Linked DNA regions of Lactuca sativa: region 2 is linked to region 1. The links are chromatin contacts, called in public Hi-C maps. All regions are on one chromosome and are shown on one strand. The core of a region is the stretch at or near the end of the contact, and the rest is flanking DNA. Distances in the headings are between cores, read along the strand shown. Region 1 holds the start of LOC111881993. Region 2 holds the start of LOC111881985 (cell division control protein 2 homolog D).

Evidence for each region. A called contact is a pair of places that touch in the nucleus more often than the background predicts.
Region 2: a Hi-C map of seed shows a contact between it and region 1, with 8 times the contacts expected there. The contact joins the promoter of LOC111881985 here to the promoter of LOC111881993 in region 1. A contact is called at or near these places in 2 of 4 Hi-C or Micro-C datasets (leaf and seed).

The regions. Positions count from the first base shown.
Region 1 is chr5:64,402,647-64,406,286 of Lsat_Salinas_v11, forward strand. LOC111881993 reads right to left here and starts at 1,781. Exons shown (of 4, transcript XM_023878363.2): 1 at 1,591-1,781; 2 at 1,274-1,404; 3 at 1,054-1,178; 4 at 606-942. The coding sequence starts at 1,642. The coding sequence ends at 792.
Region 2 is chr5:64,667,368-64,671,007 of Lsat_Salinas_v11, forward strand. LOC111881985 (cell division control protein 2 homolog D) reads right to left here and starts at 2,066. Exons shown (of 7, transcript XR_008224263.1): 1 at 1,554-2,066; 2 at 1-1,173.

The DNA of each region.
Region 1 (3,640 bases), core at 531-3,030:
ATTTTGTAGTAAGCTTATACAAATGAGTTGTATATATTTTGTAAGCTTAATAAAAATGAGAGTGCTAAAATTGAAATAAAAATAATATCTTAAAAAAACTATTAATAATAATTATGTAATCATAATTTAATTAGTAATGATTAGTAAAGAAAAGTAAAATGATTAGTAAAAACAATGATTAAAAAATGATTACAGAGTAGAAATAAGAGAGTAGAAATAAGTGATAAAGGGGTAGGAATAAATGAAACCTTTTGAATATTAATGTTGGTTAATCTATGTATTTTAAAATTATTTTAATTAGAATTTAGAAGGTTAAAATAATAAAATATTCAAATACAAAAGATCCTAATGGTTCATGCATTTGCATTTTAATAGTTCTTCTACCAAAAAGCAAATTTAGACTGCTTCCATTATATTCCATTCCTGTTTTCATCCTCACTTAACTTTTATATACAGAATTCCCCAACACATGGTTTGAACCGTTGGTTTTTATGATATGTAGCTATCTGCTACAGTAAGAAAAATGTAAAGTACGTACATACTACATACACACAATAACATATTCGAGCATGAAACCACCATAGATAGGCTTGAATACATTCGTATAAATTAACGTTACATATATATTAACACAAAAGCATCTGACAATACGTTACAGTTACTACAATACATTAAACATTTTTAAAAGTTATAACTTATGAACTCATAAACCAAAACGACACCAAATTTTCACACATCACACATATGACATTATATAGTATATGTTTTTCGTTACAAAAAAAAGTTAAAACTCAAGTTCTAATGCCGTTGGTGGCAGCATGGTGGTCGGAGGCGTTGATGTGCTTTTGAGCAACATGGAATTGTGAAGCATATCTGACCACAGGTGTTTCCGATGCAATAACAGGTGGTTCATTTAAAAACGCCCATCTACTATTAATCCACCTGCATGTATATATATATGATCATACATATATTAATAACAATTTGTATTTAATTTAAAAAAATGGATTATTCAGAATATAACAAAACCTGGAAATATAAAGAATAAATTACCAGCCATGGCTCTTGAAAAGTTTTTCCTCGTCTTCTTCTTCTTCTTCTGAAGTTTCTATAACGGAATATTCTTTTGTGATCGGAAGGGAATTTGATCTACCATATATTTTTTCCAACTCATTTTTCTGTTAGAAAACAATATTAATTAGTTGATAAAGTATCTTAAAAAGTGTTATAATATAATTAACATTTATCTCTCACCAATATCATATATATTCACCTTATAATTTTCCATCGAAAACGTCTGACAAGATGTAAGAACACCTGCATGTACTTGTTCGTCGTTCTTCTTTGATCTCCAATAATTTGCGATTTCTTCGTTGGTCATCGACAAGTTCCTCTTCAGATTTACTGAAATAGGTCAGAAGTGAGATTAAAGAACATGCGTAAATCATCATGCATATATATATGCGTACTAAAAGAAGTCAGAAGTGATCTCCATAGTTAAAATTCGACAAATTAACATGTATGATTTTGATGCATGAAATTCCACGATCGAGTTACTGCTAAAACAATAAAAGAAAAGAAAAAACTTACTGGATTTAGGGTCACGAACTCGTGAATCCCAACCTGCCATTAATGAACCCATTTAATTAATTTCTTCTCTCAAAACTATTTCGAATTATTCTTGTGTTTTCACAAGTGCAATTAAGTAGTTGCGGTGTAACTTTAATTATATGTATGCATATACATATATACTATGTGTTTTAAGGATATGGTTGAAATGTTGAAAACGATCATGACGGCGGATGTTAGTGGGTATGATATATATCTTTTTTTTATATTCTGGTATTATCTTCAGGAATACAAAATATTTAATAAAATTTATATATAGTGTAACTCGAATATATAATAATATCCGAATTGACATGATCGATTATGTATTTAATTAGAAATAGTAACTTTCATGGCACAAAATATCTAGAGTAAATTACATGAATGGTTCCTATGGTTTGGGGTAATTTACGTGTTTGGTTCTTAACTAATTTTTTTAACTCGGAAAGTCCCTACTGTTTGTTTTTGTTATGCGTTTGGTCTCTACTATTTGTTTTTGTTACGCACTTGGTCCCTATCTTACCTAAAAAAACTATTATTTAAATAAAGAAAAATGGTGGAATATGTAAGGTAAGATGAGAGGAATAGAGTTCGGGGTGTGCTTATTTAAATAAATTAAAAAATCAATGGCAAAATAGTCTTTTTAGGTAAGACATGGACCAAACGCGTAACAAAAACAAACTGTAAGTTAGGGACTAAACGTACAAATTACCCTAAACCACAGTTACCATTCGTATAATTTACTCAAATATCTATTGCACTGATCCAACTTCATAACATGGTTTATTACAAGGGATCAGGTGGATGAGCGAGTCAGTCAAGTGGTCACCTAAGCTTACAGAATATAATATAAATTACAATCGATTTTTAATGGTATATAAATATTTTATAATATCTTTTATGAAAAGATGATTATTGAATATTCTATAGTTGACTACTATGTTTGATATTGATAGGCATCATCGAATTCTATGGGCTCACCCAGTTTCGCTCTGAAAGATAGATCCCTCTTTCTTAACTTTATGTCAATTGTAAGAGTAATTTTTGTTTTATGCGTCTTTTGTTTGAATATCCAATCTAATATGTTTAATATGTCGATTGATTTCAGTATCATCGATTTATTTTATATAATAAGATTTATATAGAGATTATATCTTAGTTTTAATGCAAAATTGAATGTGCGGACTATATATTTGTATAAATCTAGATTGATCCCAATATAACAAAAAAACAAAGGTCAAAGGAGTTCTAATGTAATCTCTAATCTCTAAATATTATTAGTAAAAAAACCTTATGACATCATCTAAAACAATTTGGGTTGTTGATTGTGTTTTATTTATAGTTTTTACACCCTTAAATCAATTTGCTTACGTCACCTTGATCAAACAATAAGTCAACTCGTTTGTTTTGAAGCCCCACGCGATGATTTTGAAGTTTTCAAAATCAGATTCCGTTACCAATATTAATTTTCATTCGTTATATTAGGAAATTAAATGTAGGAATTGAATGAAAATGATACTTGAATTCTTTTCAAACTTACAACTACAAAATTGTTTCCTTATTAATGTAAACATTAAATTTAGACTTTATTTTCATTCAAAATTGATTTCCAAATATACTATATGTTGAAATCTCGGAAACTATTAATTTCAAATTTCAAAAGTTTCGGATATTATTATGAACCAATATACTTTCAAGCATGATATCTTATATTTTAAGTTTAAATGAGATTTCAATTGATTACCTGCTAATTTTCATCATATTGGCTTGTATATATATTTCAAACTTTTTTAATAATCGATTTATACAAACATTCTGTCATAATTCCTCTGCAGAAAACAAAAGCAAAAAAACTTCAACCATCCCATCAGTCTGATTAGTCGAATAATGTATGTACTTCTTCCTTAAATCCTTTTAATCTGTAAGTTTGATATTGTTTTCGAATTTATATGTTTTAACTCATTTGTATGGTTCTTTGTTGAGTACTTATAATTTGGATGTATAATGTTGTTTTTGATTTTTTTTGTTTTTT
Region 2 (3,640 bases), core at 816-3,315, 270 kb after region 1:
GAAAATGGTTGCAAACTTAAAAATAAAATAGGTTAGTCCATGTCTCCTACAAGAAGAAGAGCCATATATCTTTTTTAGGTTTGCGATAAGGGGCATATCTAATGTAGAAGAAGGGTATGTATGCACTTAATTTTCTTACCTATACAATTTTCTTTGAAAAGTTATATATATATATATATATATATATATATATATATATATATATATATATATATATATATATATATATATATATATATATTGTTTCATGCCTTAAATATATATACCGACAAACCCTAATTTTATTTTCCAGATTCCCCATTGTCTACGGTTTTTTAAATAACAAACAGTCTGTAAGAGAAAACATCTACATGTTCTGTATACTATCTACAGTTTTTTAAATAATCTACATGTTCTCTGTACCGTCTATAGTTTTTTAAATAACAAACAGTCTGCAAAAGAAAACGTCTACACGTTGTGTTGTATGGGTTTCACAAAAAAAATCATGAAAATATTCTTAAAAAAATAAAAACAAACATCTAAATGACACTAGTGTGATTTAAACCTTCCCTGTTAATTGTACCATTTCCAATCATTAACCTTTAGAACATATGAAATATGAAACTAAATAACTTTAGATTTAAGTAAATATTAAACTTGGTTTTTAAACTAATGTTCTAAATTTAATCATTTTTAACTGCTTTGATCACGAGATTATATTCATCATCTTTTAAGGATATGGTGTGAGTGCGATAAACTCATACTGCCATGTAGACTGCTAACACCGTGTCGGGTCTACATTTTCCAATGCGGTAGTGCGGAGCTCGACTAGAAGCTACCGTACCTCTCTCTCTCTCACCGTTTCTGGTATGTGTCAAACATGGTAAATTGATGTGGAGATGGATAGTCTTTGCCATGATAAAACCATGAAATTACAGCCTTTAGGTCTAATACACAATTTTAAAAAATATGTATATATATATATATTCTTTTTTTGGACCCGGGGAGGGGAGGGGGGTGGTTGGTTCGGGTTAAAAAAACCGCTTGCAAAAATGTACTATGAAATGGCGCCGATTACGTTCATGCAAGTTATTTCCCAAAATCCCTTGAAAATAAGTTAAATAACATAAAAGATTTTCAAGAAATAATAATATTTCCCTTCGATTTTCTTACACGGTGGATGATAATTATGTTCTGAAAAACAAAAGAATCCAATTAAAAACAAATATATATAGTTAACAAATCTTAAAAAGATAAAACCAAAAAAATAACAAAACTGTCAACATGGTCCTGTAGACAACAGATAAAGTTTATACACCTTTAATGTCGATTGATAGCATATATCATATATATTCGGTAGAATCCAAACAAAAGATTTAATATTACTTAAACTCAAATGATCAGGTAACCTGATCAGACCTTTGGGTTAACAGTAACAGCCACCACTACATACCCTAAACAAACAAGTTCATTAATTAATTAGCTTTAAATATGGATCAAACACTAAACCCTAGCTGCTGATGAGAGAGAAGAAGAAAGAGAGAGAAAGAAAGAAAGGGAGATGGCTTGTAAACCTGGGTCATGGTTTCCCAGTTGTCAGTTGTTCTGCATGCAGTACAATGGCCACACACACATACAGCAGTAACACAGTAGCAGCTAGCAGGATTTAATAACCAAGTACCAATGCACAGACATGGAGGAAGGTGAAATGTGCAGACTCATAGAGAGAGAGAGGGTGTGTGTTTTATGGGGGTGTGATTAGTGTGTGAGAGAGAGGGAGAGGGAGAGAGAGAGAGTAAAAAAGAGGGCATCGATTACATCACACACACGCAAAAGAAAAAAGAAAGAAAGAAAGAAAGTAAGAAAGAAAGAAGGTAAAAGACATATTAGGTTTGGGGGGAAAGCATGGGAAGGTGGCAGAGATTTTGCAGAAGCCACACTACACACCACAGTTTTTGTGTGATTGAGAAAGAGAAAGAGAAAGAAAGTAAATAGTGGTCTCTTCTGCAAAATTTCAGACACCAGTGGACCAATCCTTCATTAACTTCTTTCTCAATTATCAATCATGCATCTTGGTTTTGGCTCCCCATTAATGCATGCTCATGCTCATACTCATACTCATACATCTAACTCATTTTATTAATATTTTATAACATATATATATATATATCATTTACTATATATATTTTAAGAGTTGATACATATATATACATTAATCCACATGGTCTAGACCTTTACATACATACGTACATATATGGTCTACTTGAGTCATACTCTTGTCATAGATATACACATTAGCTACTCATTTATTTTCACCTTTTGCAACCTAATCAATATACACACATGGTTTACATAATTTGTATGCACATACTGCAGTCTTCTTCTCTACCTCATCTAAATGGGATTTTCGGAGTCTTCAATTCCAAATGGGATCTTCGGGACTTCTTGTTGTATACAATCTTCGGTATTTGTTATCTAATCTGATTTAGGGGTGTCGATCGGATAAAATTTTCAGGTTTCGCGTAAAACGGGTATTTCCTTAAAAAAATAATACCCGATACCCGACCTATATTGTAATTCGGGCTTTTGGGTTTCGGGTATTCGGGTTTTAGGCCGGTTCGGATAATTATCGGATATACCTGAAAATGTTTCTTTTTTCTTTTTTCTTTTTTATTTTATTTTTGCATTTAGGTTGGTTTAATAAAAAATTGGGTAGCAAAATATTCCATTTCAAGTTAAAGAAGACAAAAGTATGTGAGTATTTTGAGGAGCATACACATATCATTCTAGTCTATTGAATCTCGAGAAAATTAACCCCATTTTTAACACATATATTTTGAATCCAACTAATTTTGGATTATATTGTAATCTCAACTACAACAATTTATCATGTTTATTATTAGATTAAATAACTCTTATTGGGTTATATTGAATTCAAAACCAGAATCTGCTGCACCACTTCATTGTTACTGTTGTATAATGTATGTTCATGATACATGGCTAGTGAGAATATGCATCATGAGAATTTTCAGCCTATAACGAAGATGGAGGCTAAGAATTGCGTCTTTGAGGATCGAAATTCGGATTAAGAAATATGGAGCGTGCCTGTGTTTGTTTGTGTCGATCAAGAAGAAGTGAAGGGTTTTAATTTTTTTTCAAGCATGCTTCTGCCTCATGTTACCAATAGTCCAATACCCTATATAATACATAGGATATGGGATATATTAATATTTAAATATACTATGTATTATTTTAAAAAACGAATTCGGGTATTCGGGTATACCCGAAAATTAATGTTCATACCTAAAACCCGACTTATACTATTATCTGGTTAACCTATTACCCGAATGTTCATACCCGTTATCTGTTCTATCCGACCCATTTTATCCAAATTTGAAACGGGTCGGGTGCGTAGAACGAGTTTCGGTTGTTTTCGACACGCCTAGTTTGATCTATATATGTAGATGTGTACTTAATCACTTGATTCAAATACGATTGACACAAAATTTCAAATGTAATACCATGTCATATAAGATGTCATTAATGGATCAAATCTTTTTTATAATCATAATCTATTACGTTTAAAATGAACATATTCGTTTAGACCCCATCGATGTAAGAAACTGGACTAGGAACATATATACCTCTTATTATAAAAACA